5 separate regions of the Sus scrofa genome follow, and regions 2, 3, 4 and 5 are each linked to region 1. The links are chromatin contacts, called in public Hi-C and HiChIP or PLAC-seq maps. All regions are on one chromosome and are shown on one strand. Each heading gives the region's core, a stretch centred on a gene start, on an enhancer-like site or on the middle of the called end of the contact. The rest is flanking DNA. Distances are from core to core; before and after follow the strand shown. Region 1 holds the start of ATP6V0C (V-type proton ATPase 16 kDa proteolipid subunit). Region 2 holds the start of ELOB (elongin-B). Region 3 holds the start of E4F1 (transcription factor E4F1). Region 4 holds the start of RNPS1 (RNA-binding protein with serine-rich domain 1). Region 5 holds the start of PRSS27 (serine protease 27).

Region 1 (4,911 bases), core at 738-3,237:
GGCCCCCGGTGACTGGAGTGAGGCCAGGAGCCGAACACAGGTAAAGGGGTTCGAGGGCAACCTCGGCCAGAATTCAAGTTCCATGTGGGCAGGGATCTTTTTTTGTTCACTCACGGTCCCCAGTGCCTGGCACAGAGTTGGAACTCAGTGAAGATTTGTGGAATGGTGACTGGCAGACACCAGGCAAAGGACAATCCCCGGGTGCTGTGTGGATGCAAAGAGCAGAAAAGGCTGGAGGAAAAGGGGACAGGGCTGGCTGCTGGACAGCCTGGAGGGCAGGCAGCTCCTGAGGATGTGGAAAGAGTGGGCGTCGCCCCGGGGGAAGGGGAAGTACGGACAGGGCTCCCACCACAAATGACCCCTTATTCGCACATGACGGGAAGGGCATGGCTCACTCAGCAGCTTGTGACAGGCAGGCAGGTCTGGGCAGAGGGAGGCCCCCAAGCCCCCACCCCACCAGTGTTTATAGTCAGCAGAGCTGTTTGGAGTTCAATCCCGCCACATACCTGCACAGGGAGCCTCCGCAGTCCACCACATAGGGTGGGGCAGGGCGAGTCATCAAAGCCCAAAACCAGACCTACCCGAGGAGGCCTCGACCAGACCAGGCCAGACCAGTCCTCGGGGGCCGGAGCTGGGTCAGGACTCGACTCCCTGGGTCCCACATTTCTGCCTGGCCCAGTGCCCTTCTCCCACACTGGCCAATTTGCACAGAATCTGACACCCCCAGGACTGCGAAGACTCGGCTTCAAAACCAGGGGACCATCAAGAAGCCTGGAAGGCCCCTCAGCATTCCGAAGGCAGCCCCTCCCAGTTCCAGGCCTCAGGGAAGGGGAGAAAGGTCATTCATTCATTCGGGCCTGAGCAGTTCCTTCTCTGGAAACGACCCAATCCCCTCAACGCTGAGGCTCCACGCCACCTCGCCCACTCAGACGAGTGTCCACACACACGCACAGTGCTGGCACTGGCCTGCCCCCCAGACATCCGTGATGCCCCCTCTGCCTGTATGACCCCCGCCCCCCACAGCCCCCAATTCCACTCCCACTCCCAGGTCTCTGCCGGCTCTTAAGACCAACCCCTCAGCCAGGCTTCCCTAACCAACCAACCCACGCAGCCTTCAGTATTGGGAAACACCGACATGCCCTAACCGGAAGCACCAGCCTGGGTGCAGACCCACCTGACCCCTGCCGGGAGGCGGGGGGGCGGGGAGCAGGCCTCCACAGGGCGAGGGCTGTGCACTTGGCGGGGAATGCCAGGGCTGGATCCCCCACCGCCCACGGACGGGGGGTCGGCTCCGCGTCGGGGGAGCTCTACTAGGTGTGATGTCACACCTGCCCGCAGGATTTGGGGCGGGGGAGCGGGTGCAGAGCAGGCGCAGGACCGCGCGCCCCCACCCCAGCCTTGCCCCCGCCTCTCCAGGGGCTAAGATGGCAGCGGCGCCGCCGCCCCACCCCCGCACCGATACCGCCAGCTGGCCGGGCTGCGGTCCCGGGACCCCGGGAGACCCTAGGACCCGGACTGGGAACCAGCTCGCACGCCCTGCGCTCCAGACACCTTACGGCTCCCTGCGGCCCCGACCCCCGCCCGCAGTCACGTGAGGCCCGGGACCCCCTAACGGCTCGAAATTACGTCACACTGACGTCACATGCCGAACCCCGGGCGAGGAGCGGGCACAAGCCTCGCGCGCCCCCACCCCCCGGGTCCCTCCTGCCACGGCGCTCACCGCTGAAGACCATGGCGGCCGAGGCGCCCATGACCGCGAAAAAGGCGGCGTACTCGGGGCCGCTCTTGGCCTCGGACATGTCTGCGGGTGGGGAGGGGGCGAGCTCAGCAGGTCGAGGCGGGGACGAGGCCGGGCCGGGCGCGGCAGGCTGCGAGGTGCGCGAAGCGAGCGCTGAAGCGGCTGCGAAGGGGATCCGGCCCGTCAGCCGCTGCGCTCTAAATACCAGCACCGCAGAACAAAATGGCGGCCGCTGCCGCGTCACATGACTCGGGCCCCGCCCCTGCGGACCGTACCACTTCGCGCTGGTGGGGGGGCGTCATGGCCCGGGGGGCGCCCTAGAGGCCCGCTGGCCACCCCCGCACTGTGCTGTCACCCCGCCGGCCCGGACCCGAGCGCTCCGCCCTACCTCGGCCTTCCCAGGTGCGCTGTCCGGCAAGGTCGGCCTCTGGAACCCCGCGGCGTTGGGCCAGTCCGGTCCCTGGGCCGGGGCGGGACAGTGGCGCGCCTCGTTAGCATATAGGGCGGTGCTCGTGGTGCCCCGCCTCCTCTGCGGCTGCGCTATCCAGGATTCGGTTCCGACCGAAGCTTTTCTTTGCGTTCTCTGTGTGGAGCCCGGCCACGGCGTTCTCTCGGCCCAGCCCCCAGAAACCCAAGACTGCGGTCTACCTCGCACGTGCTCATACCTCCTGGGGCGATCCGAGGGTCCGAGCAGGCGGAGCCAAATCCTGTGAACCGGGCGCCGGCCTCTTCGGCAGCCCCCAGGGAAGCCTCTGCCACCCTGCTGTCTGGTTGGTCTCTGGCCCGAGCCTTCCTGTGTTCCCGGTTCGGGTCTCCCCAACCCTTAGACGCCGTCCTCCGTCTGCTCCAGACCTACCAGTCCCCAACCTGGCAATCGGTGATTGCTACCCTGGCTTCCATAGACAAGGAGCCCCTTTACCCGCCTCTGTTCCCTCTTTTGTATCAAGGACCCAGACTGCAGCTGAGGAGCGGGGTTGTCTCTGCCCTTCAAAATGTAGGCATGACTGGTTTGGCGCCCTGTCGGTGTTGCGACCTGAGAAGTCTTCCCCAAATTTCTACATCTTGGGTCCTTGTTCTGCCTGTCCCACACAAGTCCCGCACATGCAGGGTTGCCCTTATTTCTGGGGCAGCAGTAAAAGGTTTCCTCTCAGCCCAGCAGGCAGCCTGGCCTGGGACTGGCACTGCCCGGATGATCCCATGTGGCCCTCCTGGCACCCCAACTAGCTGCCTTATCTCTACCCACCAGTTCTGGATCCCTTTGCCCTTTGTTCCCTCCATTTCAGGCACCCTGGGTGGCTGCCATCTGGTCCTGGGTCTCCCTTGAGCTCCAAGCCCTTGTTCCGACACAGAAGCACTCTCCGCCAGTGACCCAGGTGGTAGCTGTCATCAGCCTTCTCCATGTGGGTGGTGGGGTCACCTCCGCCGGCCTGGTCCTCCCGATGGAATCTCAGACCCGCTTTCAGACCCTTCTTGGTGAGTCTGGGTCTGCCCCTGCCCCTGCCCCCAAACGTGCAGCCCTTGGAGGGCTGTGTCCGTCCTGTCCCAAAAGAGAGGAGGTCACCATTCTGCTAGAGCCCTCCACGCCGCCCTCTGCCTTTGTCTTCCTCGCCCTGACTCTGACTTCTGGAAAGAGGAATCTTCATTCAGTGTCCTCAGCTCCTTGTCCTTGCCAAGGGGGATGGCGACTGCCATTTCTCTAAACCGAGGAACGTGGCTCAGGCTTTCTGAATGGCCCCCTCTGCTGCCACGGCCTGCTGTCCACCACACCACACCGCCACTCTCTCCAAGTTCACCTGCATGTGCCCCGATGCCCTCGTTCCTTCCTGGAGTCACAGGAGCAAGGGCAGTGGCCTCCTCAGCTTCCCTGCAGGTCCCAGGTTTCCGTGACTCCCTCTGCTGGGCCCTGCCCCTGGGTGATCACCTGCACCTTTCCAGACCTGAAGCCCTCTGGGCGAGCAAATGCCCAAGTGCCTAGGCCAGGCCCAGCCCCCATAACTCCCAGGCACTAAGGGTCCAGGGTCAGGAGAGTCCAGACCAGGGAGCTGCACTGGCTGAGGGGCCAGGGAGGCCACAGACTAAGGAGCGGAGGCGCAGGACAGTCCACCTCGGGATATGGCGCCACCAAAAGCGCAGACCCCAGAGCCCAGGAGGTCGGGGACAGTTCCATCCGCAGGCTTAGAGGGCAGGTGGGCTTGGCTCACCATCCTCTGGCTTTCTCCCTGAGTTCTGGTGTAAGAGGTCACCATGGGTCTCCAGTGGGGACGCCGACAGCTCAAACCAGCACGTCTCAACCTGAGCTCCCCTCCTCCCACATGACCAGCTTCCACTGGGTTCTTTCCATTTCCGGCCAAAGGCACATCCAGCCAGCCAGCTGCTAGCACCAGCAGCCTCCAAGTCACGGCTCCCTCGTCATTACCCACCAGGCCCGGTGCGTCTGCGGCTTCCCGGCTCTCAGGTCTGCCCCCACCCCTCAGGCTGGGCTTCATTTCTGGCCTGCGTCTTCTCACAGCCTCTGACCTGGTCCCCTGCCCAGCCTGCTTCACCCCGTAGCCACGCGACCCTAAAGGGTACGTCTGACAAGCCACTTCCGTTGTGGAGCCCTCAGCATCCCCTAAGCATTTGGGGGTGTTAGTTAATCCTCGAGGGAGCCTTGGGGGAAGACGCCACCCCTACCCTCACTTTGTGGACAAGGAGACGGGCCCATGAGTTGCAACACCCCTCCTACTTCCTGCATGAGCGCTCAGGGAGTGTCTGGTGACCAGTGACAGGGTCAGGAGGGACCCAGGTCATCTTTCTTGGGGCCTCCCGGCACCAGAGATATGGAAGGGAATGGCCAGGGACACACACCTCTGCCTTCTCCCTCACAGCTAGGCACCTCCTGGCTTGGACTCTCACTGTCACGAGCCCCTGGCCTGTCATTGTGAAGGTGGGGACTTCTAGGAATAAAGGAAGGGCTGTGGGGGGAAGTAGAGAGGTGCAGGGGGGACCCTGATGTCCCCGAGGGTTGTGTTTTTTGTTTTTTGTTTTTTGTTTGTCTTTTTAGGGCCACACCTGGGCATATGGAGGTTGCCAGGCTAGGGGTCGAATCAGAGCTATTGCTGTTGCCAGATCCTTACCCAGAGTGAGACCAGGGCTTGAACCCGCAACCTTGTGGTTCCTAGCTGGATTCGTTT
Region 2 (4,911 bases), core at 1,763-4,262, 240 kb before region 1:
GACGTCACCCAGGGTCGCCAGTCACCACCACAATCTACCCAGTAAGTGGGAAAGCCTGAATCCCGTCCGTGTTCATCTTTTTTTTCACCTGCAGAGTTTTATCCGCACCTTCCCACCAAGAATAGCTGTGGGTCCACAGGGTGTCCTTGTTCAAATTGGAGAAAGGGGTTCTTTTCTGGGAGAATACAGCCGGGCCTTGGCTCAGGAAGGACAGGAGATGCGCTTTCAGCCCTCACCTACCTGCCTCAGAACACCCTGAACCGGGCCCACCTGGATCAAGTCCGCACCTGCCCCGCACCTGCCTCGTACCTGCCTCCGCATCGCTGTGGGAGTTGAGAAAACCCACAGAAAGGCGCCCAAGACCGCCCTTTCCTGAGCACGAGCAGGGCCTTGCCCCGAGGCTAGTCTAGGATCAGCCTCCTTACGGAGGGAGATGCCAACCCCAGCCCAGGGGGTAAAGGACGCAACTGAGAGGTGCGGGGAAGCCTACCAAGTTGAGCCAGTCACGCAGGCACCTCGGTCTCCAGGCTACAGCTGTGTGAACACCCTACAGCCCTTCCAGAGACCTCAAAAAACTTAAATCCCCTTTACTAGAGGGAACTGAACCCCCCCCCTCAGGTTTCTAGCCTCGGGGCAGGGTGCATGCAGCTGATTTGACTACAGGCTCTGGCACAGAAAGGGCTGAACCCGCTCTGCAGCTCCCCAGGCTCAGCTGACCCATCCCCAGAAAGTCAAAGCCCAAGTGCGGGCGGGAGAGATGCCCGGCAAGTCAGCGAGGCAGCACGGAGACGGGCTGGGACCAGCAGCTCCGTGAACTGCCTGCAAGCCTCACCGCCCACGCCTCCCTCTCAGGGCCACGAGAGCACTAGAGGGGCCGGGCCCTCAGGCAGGCCCCCGCCCGTGTAAGCTGGGGCCCTGACCAAGGACCTGGGAGGCCTCCACGGGACAGCCATCAGGTGCTTCACGCACCTCGCATGCTCTCCCCACTGCCCCCGGGGAAGCACACACCACCGAAGGATGGGCCTCGCTGGGCCGGCGGGGAGACACCGCGAGGGAGGCCTGGAGAAGGACTGCAGGCTCCCCCGACGGCCCCACCCCAGCCCTGTCCCCCTCACCTGCCCGGAAGGCCAGCCCCACGGTGGCTGGGGCCTGAGGCCGCGCGGTCTGGCTGGTGAAGCCGCACTCGCCCAAGGTCTTGCCGTCATCCAGAAGCTGGTCGTCCTGAGGAGAGAGGCAGGCAGGGTCTCAGGGGCAGCCCCGGAAAGGCAACTACACTGAAAGCCAAACAGGGCCCAGAACCACCCGAGGACGTCCAAGAGCGTCCAGGCTACGCCCCAGGCCTTTCAAATCAGACCCTCCCAGGTGAGGGCTCTAAAATCTGCAGTTGTTCCTCCCCAGTTGCAGGTGAATCTAATTTCAAGCGTCAATGGTCCAATCTGGCCACAAGCAGACCTGGCTGAATGCCCACTCTACCACTTTGCACAAAGGGGCTGATTTTTGGAGGTGAAGTTTCCTTCTCTGCAAAACGCGTGGCGGGTGTGGATACGGCAATCCCCAACTCCCAGGGCCGCCCGGTTTTCATGCCCAAAGGACACACAGAAAGCAAGGAGCATAGCACATGGAAGAGCTCAGGCAGCAGGCAAGGTCCTTATCATGGAAGCCCCCCCCCCACCCCCAGGAGGTATCAGCAAGGAAAGGCCTTCAGTGACAAAGGGAATGAGGACTCAGCTTGGAATGAAAGACCAGTTTCCAGCCAGTATTAGATCGAGGCACTTCGGGGGAGAGCCTTTAACGAGAGGCTGACACACCGGATTCCCAAAGAAAGCCCCGAAATCCAAGCCATCCTTGCTGAATAACTGCAGTTGGTTTGTAAGGGGGAGCGGAGCGGGGGGGGGGGGGGGGGAGCTGCGTTTAGAACCCCAGCAGCATGGTAGGGAGTCATAAACAGCTGGTAGGCGAAGAACCGACGGGACCCAACTCATCCCCAAACCCTCCATTTCTTTGTATTAAGCGGTGTCCAGGGCGGATGGGGCGCGTGTGATGGGCCAGCAGAAGGTTAAGGGCCCCGGGACTCAAATCCCGACTCTGCCCATGACCTTGGGATAGTTAAGGAACCACCTCCCAGCCTCAGTTTCTCCAACTACGGAGGAGACAAGTCCAGCAAGAGCCTGCACGTCTCGGCGGGCTGCTTCTGGGATTATTAGATGCGACGCTGGCCCCGGGCACTCGGCAGAGGGCCTGGCGCGCGCCTTCAAAGCCACCGGAATCGAGATCCTCCGGTGGAGCAGGCGCTACCGGGGCTTCACTTCTCTGAGTCCGAGCAACGGCCCCACGCGGGGGAGTTCCGGCCCGCGGCGGTCAGCAGCCGATGTTTACATCGACGACGCGGCTGCCGGGCGCCCCCGGCCAAGCTCCGGCGGCGGTTCCCAGCAGCACGCGCCCCCGGCCGCCCGGAACCGACAGGACCGCACCTTGTACAGCCGCTGCTCGTCCGGCGGCCGCTTGAGGATGCCCTCGACGATGCGCTTCAGCTCGAACACGGTACTCGACTCCTTAGCGTCAGTGAAGATGGTGGTCTTGTGGCGCCGGATCATGAGGAACACGTCCTGGGGGCGGCGGGCAGGCGTGAGCGCGGAGCCCGGGCTGCCCCCGCGCGGCCCGTGGCCCCCGTGGCCCCCGCGGCCCCCGGCCCCGGCCCCGGCCCGGCGCCCCTCCCCCCGCGCCCGCTCACCATCGCAGCGGCTACCTCTCCCCCTCGACGCGCCGGCGCGGCCGCGCTCCTCCCCGTTCCCGGCAGCCCGGGCGCCGCACCCCAGCGTGCCCCGCGCCCGGCGGCCCCGCCCCGCGCCCGGCCCCGAGGCCGCCATTTTAAGTAATCCGCAAGGGAGGGGCGCTGCGGCCCTGTGTCTGGCAGCCATCTCGGCGCCGTGGCGTGGGGCGGGGCTGGTTGGCCGAGGGGCTGAGGCTGTGGGCGTCCGGCAGTGGCCGATGGCGCCATCTTGGGTGTGGCAAAGACGAGGTCCCCAGATTGATGCAGTGAGGAGATGCCTGGGTGCAGGCCCATCCTTTTTGGGGGGATATCAGGGACTAACTGTGTGAGCTAGGGTACCTCACATCCCAAGGAGAGAGAAGGAAAGATGTGTCCCTGAGTCATCAGGGCGGCAAGACATTCACATCTCAATGAGATCTGGGCTGCCATATTGGGGAGTCCGACTCGAGAACAAGGGCTCCCTGGCGGCCATTTTGAGGAGGTCCACGGACGTTCCCAGGCTAGGGATCGAATCTGAGCATCGGCTCTGGCAGTGCACCACAGCGGGAACTCCTCTACCTAAGTTTGTTTTTTTGTTTTGTTTTGTTTTTTTTGTCTTTTTTTTGCTATTTCTTGGGCCGCTCCCACGGCATATGGAGGTTCCCAGGCAAGGGGTCTAATCGGAGCTGTGGCCGCCAGCCTACGCCAGAGCCACAGCAACGCGGGATCCGAGCTGCGTCTGCAACCTACACCACAGCTCACGGCAACGCCGGATCGTTAACCCACTGAGCAAGGGCAGGGACCGAACCCGCAACCTCATGGTTCCTAGTCGGACTCGTTAACCACTGCGCCACGACGGGAACTCCTAAGTTTTTTATTTTTATTTATTTATTTATTTTTGGGGCCACACCCGCGGCATATGGAGGTTCCCAGGCTAGGGGTCCAGTCGGACCTGTGGCTGCCAGCCTACGCCACCACCACAGCCACACAGCCACGCCGGATCCTTAACCCACTGAGCCAGGCCAGGGATCAAACCCGCAACCTCATGGCTGCTAGTCAGATTGCCTTCCACTGACCCATGATAGGAATTGCAAATTTTTTGAAGTGCTCATTAATAAATAGTAATTGTGGGAGTTCCCGTCATGGCGCAGTGGTTAACAAATCCGACTAGGAACCATGAGGTTGCGGGTTCGGTCCCTTCCCTTGCTCAGTGGGTTAAGGATCCGGCGTTGCCATGAGCTGTGGTGTAGGTTGCAGACTTGGCTTGGATCCCGCGTTGCTATTGCTCTGGCGTAGGCCGGTGGCCATAGCTCCGATTGGACCCCTAGCCTGGGAACCTGCATATGCCGAGGGAGCGGCCCAAGAAATAGCAAAAAGACAAATAAATAAATAAATAAATAAGTAAATAAATAAATAGTAATTGTCAATAGCCACCAGTTGCTCGTGTGTCTCTCATCTGTAGTGTTTTATAACTACTTTCATTTCTAAAAAGGAAGTGATAGAACTCAGTGTGGAATTTGAGTTGGTTGCCCAAATTCAAACCTGGTTCCACCTCTTGTCTGCTGTGGGTCTCTCTCTCTCTCTTTTTTTTTTCTTTTTGCCATTTTTTGGGCTGCCCCTGTGGCATATGGACTAGACTCCCAGGCTGAGGGTCTAGTCGGAGCTGTAGCCGCTGGCCTACGCCACAGCAACATGGGATCTGAGCAGCGTCTGCAACCTACACCACAGCTCACGGCAACACCGAATCCTTAACTCACTGAGCAAGGCCAGGGATTGAACTTGCAACCTCATGGTTCCTTGTCAGATTCATTAACCACTGAGCCTCGACGGGAACTCCTCTGCTGTGGATCTTAAGGCACGTTCCTGACCTGGGGGATCAGCCAAGAGACCATCAGTGCCTGGCACTGTGTGCATACTCAGTGGGCAGAACTGAGTTGTTCTGACTCTCTCAAAGGCCACGCTAGGGTAGGCGGTACCAGTTCAGATCACAGATGGGGCAACAGATTAAGTCGGCACTCCTGGGAGAGGCTGGGCTATCTAGTTGTAGTACTGCCAACTGGAAAACGCCTGCCTGGACAGTAGCCCACTGTCCCTTGTCCCCAGGGAGCGTCTCAGGGGTACCCTTGCTGCCCCAGGGGCTCTCTTCCTGGCAGACTAGGCAG
Region 3 (4,911 bases), core at 1,454-3,953, 230 kb after region 1:
CCCAGGCCCGAGTCCCCTGGCTGCGTGCCAGGCACCTTACTGGGGACATCATTACATCCCAGAGCCTTGAGGCAATGGAAATAATTACTGCCGCTCTAGAAAGACAATTTGAGATTCAAGGCCACCCAGCTGGTGAGTGTTGGGGCTAGAGCCTGAATTTGAGGGTCTACCCCCAGACACGCTGCTGTTTGCACCAAGGGATGGGGAGATATTCCTTCTGCTTTCGGACGAGTATGCCAGTTCCCGCTAGCTCATGTGCAGCCCCACATCGGGGGCAAACCCAAGCCTGGCGCTTAGAGGAGCCCAGCTAATGACTATTGAATTCTTGAGCAAAGAGCCAAACCACTCGCCCACAAGAGGCCACCTGACAGAGGGCGGTTCCTTCCAGATGGCTCACAGTCACAAGCCAAGCCCTGAGGTGCCAGCCCCCTCCTAACCCTCCCACCCCCTCATGGAGTCTGCCCGGGCACCAGCGCGTTGCTATTGAAGAATTCCCCACCACAGAAGGGGACAGGCCCAGCCATGGGCAAAGCCCAGCAGGGCACAGCCACCTCCAAAGAGACTCTTCCCGGGTAGCACTGCCCCTCCCCAAACTGGAATAAGAAAGAACAAGAAAAAATATGCTGAGAATACACATCCTGTGGGGACAGAGACCCCCACCCTAATATCACCAGCCAACCCCCTCCGGCCCGGCCCCAGTCTACAGCTCCCTGGGACAAGCTCAGAAAGTAGACAGCACAGTTCTGGCTCCACAAGCTACCTGTGCCCTGTGAATGAGCCCTCCGTGTGTCCCCGGAACTGTTCTCAGAGATTCACATGATGCTCTTATTTGATCCTCACCCCATCCTGAGGTGGCAGAGCCCAGAAGTTAAGCGAGTAGGCAGAGGAGTCATATAATCCTGGCATCCAACCAGTCAGTCCTTGATACTTAGGAGCTAAGGGACCTGGTGACTTTCACATCTCTGAACCTCAATTTTCCTCATCCGCAAAATGGGAATGATGACGATGATGATAACAACAACAATAACAGAAGGAATGATAATAAGAGAATGAAAAAGGGCTCAATACAGTATTGCAGCAGCAGTATCCCCATTCTGGAAGGGGAAATGGAGATCCAGAGAGGTGTGTGGTTACCTGCCGAGGATCACACAGCTAGGAAGGGGCAGGGCTGGGACAGAGCGCCCTGCAGCTTTCCACCACTGGACTCTGCTGCCTCCCACCGGGGCTAGAGAGACCCGATGCCCCGCCCTCCTGGAGCCTCCAGCCACACCCCGGCCAGGGCCCTAGAGACCTGTCAGAGGCAGTGTGAGGGGGCCTGGAGGAGGGCAGGGCCCTGCCCAGACACGGAGGCGGAGAGGGGCCAGGCCGGGGCCCTGAGAACAGGGCTGGCGGGAGAAGCGGTCGCAGACATCTACACGGACAGCCCCCGTGGCTTGGACACCTGTGAGTATTCGTGGGTGGGCACCTAGGTCCAAGAGGGTGATGGGAGTCCCGCAGGAGGGGCCCGGGGCTCCGAGGAACTCGGGGGCTCGTGCAAGGCCGTGAGGGGCCCTGGGGGGACGTGAGCTCCACAAAGAACCGGGTCTGGAAAGGCCTGTCACGCCCGAAGCGCAGGCCACCCGGGCCTCCGGCAGCCGGTCTGAGCCGCCCCCACCCTGGCCGCGCCCGGGCCCGTCCGGCCCTGTTACCTTCCTCGCTAAAGGGCGCCGGGAGGCCGAGGAAGCCACTGGGCGCCAAAGCCGCCGCCGCCGCCGCTGCAACCCCGCGGTCGCCTGCTTCCCGCCCGGCTTCGGCCCGGGCTTCTGCCGTATGCGCGGCCGTCACCCGCACTGCCATCGCGCCCTCCATGTCGCAACGCGCCGCAGGAAGATGGCGGATTTACGACCGTGTCGTCATAACAACGGGCCGCGCCCAGGCCTGCAAGAGAAACAGACCTGAGGGCGATGGGGCGGGGCCCGGGTGCGTTTGATGGGCAGGCGGCGGGGCGGGGCCGGAGGGTGTGGCCTGGAACCACAGAGGTGGGGCTAGACCCTAGGTGAGAAGAGACGGGTCGGGCCTGCTGGGAGGGGTGTGGTTACGGTGGAGCGAACTGACAGGCGGAGGGGCGGAGCCAGTGGAAGGCCCTAGGGGCGTGGCTTGGCCCGGCAGGGGGCTGGGCCACCCTGACGATTGGAGCGCTGGGTTTGGGTTCCACGAGCTTCGAGAGCCTGAGAAGAGGGGCGAGGCGGACTGGCAGCGCCACCTGACCGGCCCTGAGCTGGTGGTGCAGCCACGGGTGCCCCGCCTGGATATGAGCTTGAGGGCCGCTGCCAGGACACCGCTCCAACTGAGACCGGTAGAGTGATGTTCGCCGCCCGTCCCCGACCCCTTCTCGGATGACAGAATCTCCCTTGAATGTTGACCCAGCGACCTCGAGACAACCCCCGAGTTGGGGATGGCTCACGGGTAGCTTCCCTAAGACTTTTATTCTCTTGTCTAATTAGTTGTGATAAGTACACATAGAATTTACTGTTAGTGACAGTACACAGTGTCGTGCAACTACCACCGAAATGTAGTTTGAGAAGTCATCATCATTTCAACAGAAAACCTGTACCCAGTCACTCCCCCGTCTCCCCTCCCCGCCAGCCCCTGGCAACTATTTTCTTTCTCCATGGCTTAGCCTTTTCTGGACATATCACATAAATGGAATGACACACATGGTCTTTCGCATCGGGTTTCTTTCACTTAGCATAATGGGGTTTTTTGGTTTTCGTTTGTGTGTTTAGGGCCGCACCTGAAGCATACGGAGGTTCCCAGGCCAGGGGTCGATTCCAAGCTGCAGCCCCTGGCCTACACCACAGCAACACCAGACCCAAGCCACATCTGTAACCCACTGATCAAGGCCGAGGATCGAACTTGTGTCCTCATGGATACTCGACAGATTCGTTTCGGCTGAGCCACGACGGGAATTCCCAATGGTCCCTTTTATTCTTTTTTTTTTTTTTCTTATCTTTTTTCATTTTTGGCTGCCTGGCAGGATGTGGAGTTCCCAGGACAGGGATCAGATCTGAGCCGCAGTCATGACCTAAGCCGCAGCTGCAGCAAATCCAGATCCTTAACCCACTGCGTTGGGCCAGGGATGGAAGCTGCTCCCAGTGCTCCCAAGGTATCACTGATCCCATTGTGCCACAGCAGGAACGCCTCCTTTTATTCTTTTTCAGGTAGTATTTAATTAGTCTTTGAAGCTAAGTGCTTTTATTTATTTTAATTTTTTTTCTTTTTATGGCCGCACCTGTGGCCAATGGAAGTTCCTGGGCTAGGGGTCGAATGCCTCAGCACAGCAACACTGGATCCAAGCTGCATCTGGGATCTACACCACACCTTTCAGCAATGCCAGATCCTTAACCCACTGATCAAGGCCAGGGATCAAACCTCCATCCTCATGGATACTAGTCAGGTTCTTAACCTGCTGAACCACAACCAGAACTCTCTCATCCCCATTTTAACGATGAAGAAACTGAGGCACAGAATTGACAGGACATTTGCTCAAGGGCAGACCAAAGATTCTAACTCAAGTCTGTCCAGAGTCATGGGCTAGAAACCCATAGGGCATGCTCTCCCAGCTCAGTTATTCTCTGTGGCTCAGCTGGATTCCAGAGACTCAGGGGAATCAGATGCCATTTTTACTCCAAGAAGGCCAGTCTCCAGGGGAGCCCAAGCACGATACAACGGCCCGGGCAGGGAGTGGGCAGCTCTGCCCTGAAAGGGCACCAAGCAGATATTTTTTCCATGTCAGGGCTGCCCAGCTGGGAAAGCGAGGACCCTTGGCCTGGCAGGAGCTGAGAAGGGTGAGGCACAGGTTACGTCGCCAGAGGTTAGGCGGGGGTAACAGTGGGGCTGCTTTCTACGGGGGGCTCATTCACCATTCCAGGGGTGTAAGCAGAGTGAGTGCTGGTCAGTGTTTCCGAAGGATCCCTCTGACTGCTGTGTCCGCAAGGAAGATCCAGGAGAGATGGGCTCTGAGAGGGACAAACCAGAAGAGGACCAGCTGGGTTGTTGTGGAGCTCTACGGTTCTGGCGGCAGCTGGGAAGACAGGGCCAGGAGAACACCCCACTTGAGGCTGCCCAAAGGATTAATGGGAAAGCCAGCATTCAAGAGATGGGGGCAGATCTCCACAGGAACAGCGTGGGGAAGGATCCCAAAGACAGGATGGCCTGGGTGTGGGTGGGCACGAGGAGGAGCTGGCCCAGGGGAGACAGACAGCCTGCACTCTCCGGGCTCGTATGCTTTCTATTTCAGAAATCCTCTCTAAAACAATTGCATTTATCAACCATACTTCAATAAAACTTTAAAAAACGAAAGAAGGAGTTCCCGCTGTGGCTCAGCAGGTTATGAACCTGACTAGGATCCATGAAGATGCGAGTTCGATCTCTGGCCTTGCTCAAGGATCCTGCCTTGCTGTGGCTGGGGTGTAAGCCAACAGTGGCTGCTTCCATTGGACTCCTAGCCTGGGAACTTCCATATGCTGCAGGTGTGGCCCTAAAAAGCAAAAAAGAAGAAGAAGAAGTCACAGGGAGGGAGTTGTTCCTCTCCTAGGTAGTGGGTGCACCAGGCAGGAACATTGCATGCCCTGCCCTTGTTGACGATGGCCCCTGCCCACCAGATGTTCTCAGGCCAGCAGAACAGGCTGCGGGTGAACCAGCAAAGCCCTAAGTGCACTGAAGATACTGGCTTTGCCTCAGGGGGTTGGGGGGCAGGATCCAGAGTGGACTTTACGTAGACTTGGGACCCAAGTGCAGAGCAGGGGGTTGTCACATTAGGAATTGGGGGCCTGGGGGTCTGGATCCCCTGGCACAGGGTATGCTCTCAGGAAACTGTGGCCACTATTGTTCTGCCCCCTGGCCCCAGTGAAAGTAATAAGGATAGGGCAT
Region 4 (4,911 bases), core at 1,383-3,882, 200 kb after region 1:
CTCCCGTGTGGCCCACCGTGACCTCCTACACAACCCAGGCCATCCCTGACCCTTTCAGTGTGCAGGGTACCAACCTCCAAGGGCAGGCACCGCAGAGGCCATCAGGCCCATAGCGGATAAAGCAGGGGGACATTCAGCCTTGAGGCGAGTAGGCTCTCAACGTGCGGCAGCCCCTCATGGGAAGCAGGTGGCCCTCGGCCCTGTGGGAAAAGGAAGTGGGCTCGGGACACGGGCCAGAGCCCACAGGATGCCCGTGGTGCGGAGCCCCAGGCCTGGGGCTAGCTGCCCAATGCCCTGTCCACGGGAGTCCGCCCCCCACTTCCCTCGCACCTGAGCCAGAGACCCCCAGAGGCCCCCAATCCCTATGGCCTCAGCAGGTTGCCACTGGGGGCCGGGAGGGGAGAGGCCCAGGCCTCCTGGAAGGCTGGGGTCTGGGGACCACTGGAGTTTTATTTTCTCATGTTCCTTCCAAACATGTTCCGCTGCTTCTCAAAGTGGCAAAAGCCCAGATGCTTAGATTTCAAAGCTCAACAGCTGATGATAAAATCAACAATATTCAGAACCAAATTTGATTAAATTCCTAAGTGTCTGACTAAATCATGCTTTTAGATTTAATATAAAATGTGTTGAAAGTTATATGCATGCCAAATTCTATGACTTCGGAGCATGAACAACAGAAAACCCAGAAGGGGCTGTCAGCCCAGCTGCCTGTGCCTCCTCCATGCGCCTCGGTGGGACCACAGGGCCTGCCTCATCCCCACCTAGGTTGTCACCACCTCCCTGGACAACGGCTCTGGATTCAAGGCCTTTCAGGTACACATCGACTTGGCCCAGGATGTGTGGGACTCTGACCCGCTGCCATGGGCTCCTCATTGACTCCCCGCACGGCAGGCAGGGCCCAGCAAGACCACGACATCCCCAACACCGACCCCCTGGGCCCCTTAACTGCTTGTTGCAGGGCCAGGGCTGCGGCTCTGTTACAATTATACCACCACCTGGCCTGGCCAATGTGACCATGATGCCGAGGTCATATACCTTCTCTAAATGGCCCCCACTCCCCAAATCTAAATCCAGAGGGAGAACCACAACCCGGACTGACTCCGCCTGCCAAGCCCCCTCCCAGGAGTGTGCAGAGGCCTCAGCAGAGAGGCCTCCAAAGGGAGGCTGCCCCTGCCTGTCTTTTGTCCCCGACTCCTCAGACACCCCTCAACCCAGGATGAGGTATCAAAGGCACCGTCCAGGTGCCCATCTCTGGCCCATCTCCGCACCACAGTGGTTCCTTTCCCCGGAACACACCCTGGATCTGCTCTCTTCTCTTCCCTGCTGAGTCTACCTGTTCCACCTGTTCTGAGACAGGGGTGCACCTTCCTCCCCTCCTTCCAATAAGGAAGGAAGCAGGTACACAGCAGTCAACAAACCCTGCAAGCCCTGGCCCTCTCAGAGCCGGGTTTTACTCCAACAGCCTCCTGCCTGGTCCTGGGCCTCTAAACCTCACCCTCTTGCCGTTGCCAGGAGGCTCTGGCAATGCCTCCCCGCCTGCGCCGTCCACCAGCCCCGGGATGAAGCCTTGGCGCCTTATCTTGCACACCTTCCAAGTTCCCCCCAAATGCTAAACTCCACCTTCCTAGCCCCGGCTTCTGCCAGCAAGCCTCTGCGCCTTTGCACCTGCTCTTCTCTCGGCTGAGGGCACCCTTCCACTTGGGTCTCAGCTGCAGTGTCACCTCCGCAGAGGCGCCTTGACTTCTGCACCTAGTCTTCTCTTTTTATTTTATTTTATTTTATTTTTTGTCTTTTTGCCATTTCTTGGGTCTCTCTCGCTGCATATGTTGGTTCCCAGGCTAGAGGTAGCCGCCGGCCTACGCCAGAGCCACTGCAATGCAGGATCCGACCTGCGCCTGCGACCTACACCACAGCTCACGGCAACACCGGATCCTTAACCCACTGAGCAAGGTCAGGGATCGAACCCACAACCTCATGCTTCCTAGTCAGATTGGTTAACCACTGAGCCACAATGGGAACTCCTTCTTTTTTAAATTTTTAATGTATTTATTTATTGTCTTTTTAGGGCCGCATGTGCGGTATTTGGAGGTTCCCAGGTCAGGGAGCGAATCGGAGCTGCAGCTGCCAGCCTACGACACAGCCACAGCAACACCAGATCCCAGCCGCGTCTGCGACCTTACATCACAGCTCATAGGCAACGCCGGATCCTTAATCCACTAATTAAGGCCAGGGATCTAACCGGCGTCCTTATGGACTGTAGTCAGACTTGTTTCCCCTGAACCACGACGGGGACTCCTGCACCTCGTCTTCTACCCTGTCTTTTGCTGCCCGTCCTTTCTGACGGCACTACCCCGTCTTACCCACCCGGCCGAGTTCCGCTGGAGTAAAAGCTGCGTCTGCCTGGCCACTCCCTGAGAGGCTTCTAACCGCACGAACCCTCTGCCCGGCCGGTCCCCACGGCGGTCGGCTAGAGGCCGCGGCACCTGCGCACTCCTCCCCCAACCCCGCCGCCCGAAACTCCGGGTCTCAGGCCCAGCGCCCACGGACCGCACCAAGCCCGCGGCGAGCCTAGGACGCAGGCGCACGGAGAGGGGCAGGGCCGCCTTAACCCGCCCCGCGCCGGCCCGCGAGCTACCACGCAGCACGGCCCTCCCAGCCCCAGCAAGCTGCCAGTTTGCCCGCCCTATGCGCCGCGCAGCCAGCCCCTGGCGGCCCAAGACGCCCCTCCCGAGAGGGGAACCAAAGTACGCGCTCCAACGCGGGGTGCTACACACGACCTTGGCTCTTTAACATTCTCCTTGCTCGCGCTCATTGGCTGAGGCGCTCTACGTCATCGCTGCGCGCCGGACGACGGCGCCTTCCCGCTCCCTAATCCTGACGCCAGAGCGGCGCCGGCCTCGGCGGCTGAGGAAAGCGGGAGGAGGTCTCGGCGGCGGGAAGATGTAAGTTGCGGGAATCCGACCCCATCCGAGCTTCGGGGGCCGCTCGCCAAGGTCGGCGGGGTGCATCGTGAAGCCGGCCCTCTCCCCGGCCCCGCGGTGGCAACGGCGGCCTAGCGGCGCGGTGTAGTTCTTAAGAAGAAAGAGTGGCCAGAGGAGAGCTGAGTAGGAGGCGCCGAGGCCGCGGCCCGGAAGTGGTCGGGGCTGCGGCGGGCGGAAGGGCGCCCTCGCTTCGTCTTCTCTGCGGCGGGCCCAGGGAGGCCCGCGGAATTCGGAGCAGCCGGGAACTCGGCCTCCACCCTCAGGGTCCTCTCGCCGGGCAGGAGACCCAGGCCCGCAACGTCAGGCCCTGCCCTGGAAGCTCTCGCGGCCCGGCGCCTGGAGTGGGGAGTTGTGAGTCTACGCGGACAGGGGGCGGCGAGGTCGCGTTGGGCCCGGGGCCGGTGGGTGCAGAGTTGCTTTGTGGGGTGCCCTGGGTGACCGTCTGACCTTCCTTTTGAAGATCTTGCTTTAAACATGGAATCCACGAACATTTGTCGGACTCCTGTGTGCCGTTCTCGGTGCCCATCTTTGGGGATATGGCCCTTAATGCCTTGGAGCTCTGTTTCCCGGCTTGCCCCAGGAGGGAGGGTACGGGAAGGTTAAATATCAGTGGAGAAGAGATGTGGCTTTTTGCCTTTGTAATTTCGCATGAATATGCCTAAAACGTACTGTTCAGCGGGGAAGGGGCTCTGAAGATACGACCTGAAACGGTAGCTACTCGAGATTTAACTAGTTGTTCTCTCCTCTCTCTGGCTGTTGGACTGCGCAACTTTCCGGAGGATGGGGGAGGTAACCAGAGTCCTGTGCTGTTACCTGAACTTGTGTAAACAGAGAACGTCAACCATTGCTTTCTACCACCTAGGCCTCGCCCAGCGAAGCGTTTACGTACTCTGTGGTTCTTAACTTTCCAGAGTTTTAAGAATAACTTGCTAGATTTTTATTTACAAAGTACATTAGGGCAGATCTTTAGGCCTGGGGTGGGGCCCAGCAATCTGCACTCTGTCATCTGTTCAGTAAGGTTGGTTCAGTAATTGGCCACGTGTGGATATTAGGCACTTGAAACATACCCAGCCCAAAGGGGGGTGTTTAAAAGACTTGGTATGGGGAGGCGTAGATATTTTGTTAACACACTTGGATACTGATTGGTGAAAAGATAATATTTGGGGTATAGGGTGTCAGATAAATACATTACTAAAAGTTAACTACATCTGTTTCTTTTGTACTTTTTGCAAACGTGCCTGTTAGCAAAATGTTAGGGTACTCTTTCTGTTGGACCAGACTGCTCTTGGTGATCCTCTCTTGAGCATTCAGAGGTTGTGTGCGACTTTTATTTAGAGTCAGGAGTTTTTATGGGGAAAGAGCCTCCAGCGCCTTTCTTCTGAAATTAGCTGAGGTTTATTGAGCCTTAAGTAGGTGCCAAGTTTCTTTTATGGGTCAGTTTGATTTATGTCTTTGATAACTATGAGGCGTAGACTGATGAAAAATTGAGGCTAGAAAGGTTAGGTGATTTATCCAAGGTCACACAACAAAGCTCTGAACGAAAGCCGAGCAGGCTGACTCCACACTCTTAACCATTGAGTTAGACTCAATGAGTGTCTGAGGACTGACTTATCCCAGCTTGCCTGGTCCACATCTCCTGTACCGTATTATTTTAAGACTGAGCATTTTAAAAGACTGTAGCCCTGGAAAAGAGCAACAAAGGTGATGTTCTCTTTTGTATTCTCTTTGATTGTCCAAAGCTGGACACTCTTGAGTCAGTGATTATCCAACATTTTGGCACCACTGCAGACTTAGGAACAGGCTCCAAATTAGTCGGCTGTGTCCGTCCAGGTGACTTACAGGCTGTCGGGGAAGGTGAGGTGGAAGTAGTAGAAGCTAACATCCTAAGATCTCTGCTTAGAACTCAAGCAAATCCTACAAAACTTGACTG
Region 5 (4,911 bases), core at 1,266-3,765, 140 kb before region 1:
TTGTTTGTTTTTGCCTTTTAGGGCCATTCTCTCTGCATGTGGAAGTTCCCAGGCTAGGGGTCAAATCAGAGCTACAGCTGCCAGCCTACGCCACAGCCACAAGCAACGCGGGATCTGAGCCATGTCTGCGACCTAAACCACAGCTCATGGCAATGCCAGATCCCTGACCCACTGAGTGAGGCCAGGGATCGAAACGGATTCCTCATGGATATTAGTTGGAGTCGTTTTCACTTCGCCACAACGGGAACTCCCTCTGCTGTGACTTCTAACATTAAAAAACCCTTCCCCTTCCAGAGGTGGTAAAAGCTCATTTCTGGCTTTGTTTTTTGGCTGCTCCAGGGCATATGGAGCTCCCGGGCAAGGGATCAGATTCCAGTCACAACCTTGAAGTAAACTGCAGCTGTGGCAACACCAGAAGGTCCTTAACCCACTGTGCCAGGCTGGGGACTGAACCCGCTCCCAAGACACTGCTGATCCCTTCGTGCCACAGTGGGAGCTCCCATTTGTGTTTTAGGAGGAAGTGACAAAACACACTTAGGGCTCTGAGTCCCTCTGGTCTCCAATCCACCCCTCTGTTTGGCAGGTGGAGTGAGGAAGGCACCTGGCTTCCAGCTCACCCTACACCCCCACCCAGCTCCCTGCACAGCGGGGGGTCTACAGCCTCAAGGGTGTCAGGAGTGACACGAGATGCTGTTTCTCTAGCCACCGGAGTCCCTGGTGTCCCCACTTTCTGATCACATCTTAACTTTTGTTACTTTCTTGATTTCAAGGCAGCACCTTCTTAGAAATGGCTTTGGGGGGGGGGGAAGGCAGAGGAAACCTAGAAAGACACCTGAGAGGAAGTATTTAGCCCCAAACAATCTTGAAGGCCTCTGAAATCCAGAGAACTGATCATCAGGTGCCTGGTGAAATGCGGTGACACAGACGTTTTGAAACACTTTCCAAAATTTCTGATTAGACATTTTCACCTCAATCCTCTCTCCTCCACTCGGCTCACCTCCAATTGCCCCATGCCTGGAACAGTGCTGGGTCTCAGTGGGCTCCAAGAATCCCTGGGAACGAGTCTGGAAGCCCTCTAGCCACGCGCTGCTCTCCCTCCCCGAGGGACTCCCGCTCACGCAGACAGGCCGCCCGGACTCCGGGACGCCGCGTGGAGGGGGCGCAGCGGAGGGACCCGGGAGGCAGGGGGGCGCAGGAGGAGGGCGCCAGCGCCCGGGCAGCCGTCCCCCGTCGAGGGTGGCGCCCCCTCTTCCCCCGAGGGCTGCGGGAGACGCGGAGACGGAGGGGAGGTCGGAGGGCAGGAGCGGAGGAGTGGAGGAGCAGGAAGGGCTGGGGCTGGGAGTTGTGCGAGGAAGACAGACAGCGCGGAGCCGAGCCTCCCGCCCCAGCGGCCCGGCGCTGCTGCCGGCGGCCCCTAGAGGGCAGTGGCGCGCTGACCGGGAGCGCCCGCCAAGGCCAAGGCCAAGGCCGGAGCGCGGAGATGGGGAGGGGGCGGAAAGTCGGCGACCTCGGCCGTCCCCGACTTCCGGGGCGCGCCGGCGCACCCCCAGGCCACGCACGCACCCACTGTGTGGGCGGGGAAACTGAGGCCGGGCTCTGCCGGTCATCCGGCGCTCCCCGCCCCAGCCCCCACCGGCTCTGCCCGACCTGGTCCTCGGCCGCCGGTCCCGGCCCGGCCTCGCCGCCGAGCCCCGGCTCCGGCTCTGACGTCAGCTCCGTGCCCCAAATAACTTCCTCCCAGAGCCGCTTCCGCGACGACTGCACGTCCTGGACCCGGCCAGCCGCTCCCAGGGCAGGGACACCTGGGGACGGTCCTCCTGGCACGGCCTTCCCAGAAGCAGCTTCCGCCCCGCCCACGCTGGCCTTCGCGTTCCGGGAACCCCACCCCCACCCCTGCGACGGCGGCGGGCAGGGGGCAGGGAGAGGCCGGTCAGGGTCACCCAGGGCCAGGCCTGGGACTGCTGGAACCCAGGTCTGGAGGGAGAGCCGGGGGGCGGGGAGGGGCGCTGGGGTCAGCGGCGGAGCCCGCCAGACGCTCCCGCTTAGGCTCAGGTGACCTGGCCCTTAGCCATCCTCCTTCCGGCAAAGCGCAAGCCCCAGTCCCGGACTGTTTGCGGCGCATGGCAGGTGCTCAGTAAATAAAAATAAATGAACGGATGAATGAAACAGAGAGGGTCGCGTGGTGGACCGCAGTCAGCTCAGGTGGGCCTGTGGTCAGCTGGAGAGTGTGGTCAGTCACCGTGGAGGCGGAACCCTTGCCACAAGCACTTAAATGGGGCACATGCGGAGTTCCCGTCGTGGCGCAGTGGTTAACGAATCCGACTAGGAACCATGAGGTTGCCAGTTCAATCCCTGGCCTTGCGCAGTGGGTTAAGGATCCGGCGTTGCCGTGAGCTGTGGTGTAAGCTGCAGATGCGGCTCGCATCCTGAGTTGCTGTGGCTGTAGTGTAGACCAGGGGCTACAGCTCCGATTGGACCCCTAGCCTGGGAACCTCCATATGCCGCGGGTGCGGCCCTAGAAAAGGTAAAATAAACAAACAAACAAATAAATAAATAAATGGGACACACGCACCCTGGCCCGCAAACCCTAAGGTGTTTTAGCATGAGAGGCCTGTCCCCTTGGGGTTCAGGGCCAGGCCATGGAGGAGTCGGGGTTCTGGGGTGCCTCCTTCCTGCCCAGAGGAACTGGGCGGGCCTGGCTGACAGGTCCAGCGGCATAGCCGAGCTGACACTCATCTCCAGCATAAAACCCCACTTCATGGAGCCCTACACATAGAGCTAGTGGTCACGGAGCTCCTGCCACAGCAGTCCCCTGCCCGGCAGGCACTCCAGCCAGGCTGAGACCATGGGGCAGGTGCCAGCTTTGGCCCTGCTCCTGCTGCTGCTGCTGCGGACTGGTGAGTCTTAGACATTGCAGGCATCTGTAAGGGCCTCTCTGTCCTACCCAAGCGGCAGCTAAGCCCCCACTCCCCGGCCAGGCCTCGGGCTGCAGCACCAGTCTCCCTTCCTGCCTCAGTGGGAAGATTCCGGAGGTTCCACAGGTGGAGTGAACTGGGGATGGGGGTGTGGGTGCAGGCGGGAGGACCAGGAGGCAGTGACACAGGCCGGATCCCATCCCTCCCCTTGCCTCAGGCAAATTACAGCCAAGCTGCTTCTGCCCCCTCTGGTCCTGGCCTCTCAAGATGAAAACGTGGTGCTGTAGGATCTGACCTCAAGACCGCTGGGCGCCAGCCAATCTCTGGGTCACTGACATCTGGGCCTGGGAAGGGTGGCTGGGTTGCCACCTGAGCCTGGTGAAGGCTCAGTGGGGGGCAGGGAGGACACACGGGGGTCCAGGTTCCTGCTCCGGCACAGAGGGAGGGAATTGGAGGAGCAGGCCCTGCACCTCCGGCCCTTCCCCCGCTCTCTTGGGTGAAGGTTGGCAAGGGCCAACAGGGGAGGTCGGGGGGGGGGGAATGCACCTGCCAGGCCCCTCCCAGCTGGGCGGGCTGCTCTCTGCCAGGGAAACTCTCCCGCATTCCTGGGCCAGCCTGGCCAGCCCAGCTGCCACCTTACTTCCCTGTCCTCAAGTCACCTCCCAGGGCCGGGCCAGGTCACCCCAGGCTGCAGCTTGGCCAGGGCTCCAGGCTTCCCACCAGGGAAGGAGGGTGCAGGCTTCCCACCAGGGAAGGAGGGTGCAGCCTCCCTGGGCTCCACCGGGCCTTGCCAGGCCTTGCTGCCCAGCTCCCTCCTCCCTCCCGGCCTCCTGGCACAGGGTCCTGTCCCACCCCTCCGGTCCCTTCACGTGGGCAGAGGTGCCCCGTCCAGCAGGGGTCCTGGGCTCCAGCTGCCAGCTGTATGAGAGGGGCTGCTCTGGGGAATCTGGGACGGAGCCAGGCTCTGCCCCCATCGCCCCCAGACTCAAGACAGAGCTGGAGACTTGCTCGGTCGGGAAGATAGTGTGAGAGGCCCTGGGCCTATGGCCAGCGGCCGGGGTGGAGAGTGGGAGACCCTGGCGCTCCAGAACCGGAGGCTGCGGTCCTGGGGGAGCTTCCAGACAAGGATGCGTGTGGGGTGAAGGGAAGGCCCTCGTGGGGCAAGGAGGAGCCATCCTGTCTCCAACAGGAGAGCCAGGCCATGACAGGGTGCCCTGGGTGGCCTCTCCTGCTGGTCCTCGGGAGACAGGCTGGAGGTGGAGCAGAGGCAGGGCTACACCAGGCAGATGCCAACCTCAGGGCCCACAAAGTTGGCTGATTACCTTCTTTGCTCACTTGCAGGGACTCAGGGGGCCGAAGCCTCAAGTGGTAAGCATCCAGGGCCCTTGCGGGGTAGACAGGAGTGGGCTTGTCTGAGAGCAGCAAGGCTGACCAGGAACGCACCCCCCCCCAACACCCACCCCAGGAGGCCAGGGTGAAACAGGCGGGGCACAGGGAATCCCGCAGGGCCAAAAGGAGCTGGAGCCCAGGTGGGTGGGCGGGCAGAAGGAGGGTCTGAGACGCGGTGCAGGTGGCACAAGAGGGCCATCGAGGCAAGAAGAACGGGGGAGGGTGGGAAGACGACAGGAAGGAAGTAAGGACAGACGCCGACACCATTCTGCTGTGACAATAACATACCCCCTCAGGGTCACCTACCCCATGTGGGATTGTCCCCTGTCTGTCAGGTCCTGGGACCAGATCTTTACCTGCGTCATCGTCATCCCAACATCCTCCCCCTACTCCCCACCGAGGTAGGTCTGATGTCACCATTTCACAGGTAAGGGGTGTGAGGCCCACGGGATGGGAGGCTTTCCCACAGCTGGGAAGGGTCTGCCCTGGTCCGAGGCGGACCTGACGCCGGGGCCTCTGACTTACCTAAGTTCTCCGAGCAGGTCGGGGGCAGGGAGGCTGGGAATAGAACCACCGAACAAGAAAGCCTGAGAGCGGGTCTGCGGGC

What was found. Hi-C and Micro-C count contacts between places; a contact is called where the count stands out from the background. HiChIP or PLAC-seq counts read pairs in DNA pulled down with a chosen protein or histone mark.
Region 2: a contact with region 1 is called in a Hi-C map of liver, with 4 times the contacts expected there. The contact joins the promoter of ELOB here to the promoter of ATP6V0C in region 1. A contact is called at or near these places in 2 of 47 Hi-C or Micro-C datasets (heart right ventricle and liver).
Region 3: an H3K27ac HiChIP or PLAC-seq map of alveolar macrophages shows a contact between it and region 1. The contact joins the promoter of E4F1 here to the promoter of ATP6V0C in region 1. A contact is called at or near these places in 3 of 5 promoter capture datasets (fetal skeletal muscle, liver and skeletal muscle), 1 of 47 Hi-C or Micro-C datasets (embryonic fibroblasts) and 1 of 2 datasets of contacts at active chromatin or transcription factors (alveolar macrophages).
Region 4: a contact with region 1 is called in an H3K27ac HiChIP or PLAC-seq map of alveolar macrophages. The contact joins the promoter of RNPS1 here to the promoter of ATP6V0C in region 1. A contact is called at or near these places in 2 of 5 promoter capture datasets (liver and skeletal muscle), 6 of 47 Hi-C or Micro-C datasets (alveolar macrophages, embryonic fibroblasts, heart right ventricle and 3 more) and 1 of 2 datasets of contacts at active chromatin or transcription factors (alveolar macrophages).
Region 5: an H3K27ac HiChIP or PLAC-seq map of alveolar macrophages shows a contact between it and region 1. The contact joins the promoter of PRSS27 here to the promoter of ATP6V0C in region 1. A contact is called at or near these places in 2 of 5 promoter capture datasets (fetal liver and liver), 3 of 47 Hi-C or Micro-C datasets (embryonic fibroblasts, fibroblasts and liver) and 2 of 2 datasets of contacts at active chromatin or transcription factors (alveolar macrophages and skeletal muscle).

What each region holds. Positions count from the first base shown.
Region 1 is chr3:39,536,717-39,541,627 of Sscrofa11.1, forward strand. ATP6V0C (V-type proton ATPase 16 kDa proteolipid subunit) reads right to left here and starts at 1,988. Exons shown (of 3, transcript XM_003124744.4): 1 at 1,721-1,988. The coding sequence starts at 1,799.
Region 2 is chr3:39,295,180-39,300,090 of Sscrofa11.1, forward strand. It overlaps ELOB (elongin-B), which reads right to left and starts at 3,013. Exons shown (of 4, transcript XM_003124746.4): 1 at 2,732-3,013; 2 at 2,472-2,606; 3 at 1,116-1,221. The coding sequence starts at 2,998.
Region 3 is chr3:39,770,321-39,775,231 of Sscrofa11.1, forward strand. E4F1 (transcription factor E4F1) reads right to left here and starts at 2,704. Exons shown (of 21, transcript XM_021086766.1): 1 at 1,689-2,704. The coding sequence starts at 1,848.
Region 4 is chr3:39,736,426-39,741,336 of Sscrofa11.1, forward strand. RNPS1 (RNA-binding protein with serine-rich domain 1) reads left to right here and starts at 2,633. Exons shown (of 8, transcript XM_003481099.4): 1 at 2,633-3,332. LOC110259946 (a long non-coding RNA gene) reads right to left here and starts at 1,855. Exons shown (of 2, transcript XR_002342443.1): 1 at 75-1,855.
Region 5 is chr3:39,392,499-39,397,409 of Sscrofa11.1, forward strand. It overlaps PRSS27 (serine protease 27), which reads left to right and starts at 2,516. Exons shown (of 7, transcript XM_021086750.1): 1 at 2,516-2,897; 2 at 4,257-4,283; 3 at 4,601-4,705. The coding sequence starts at 2,846.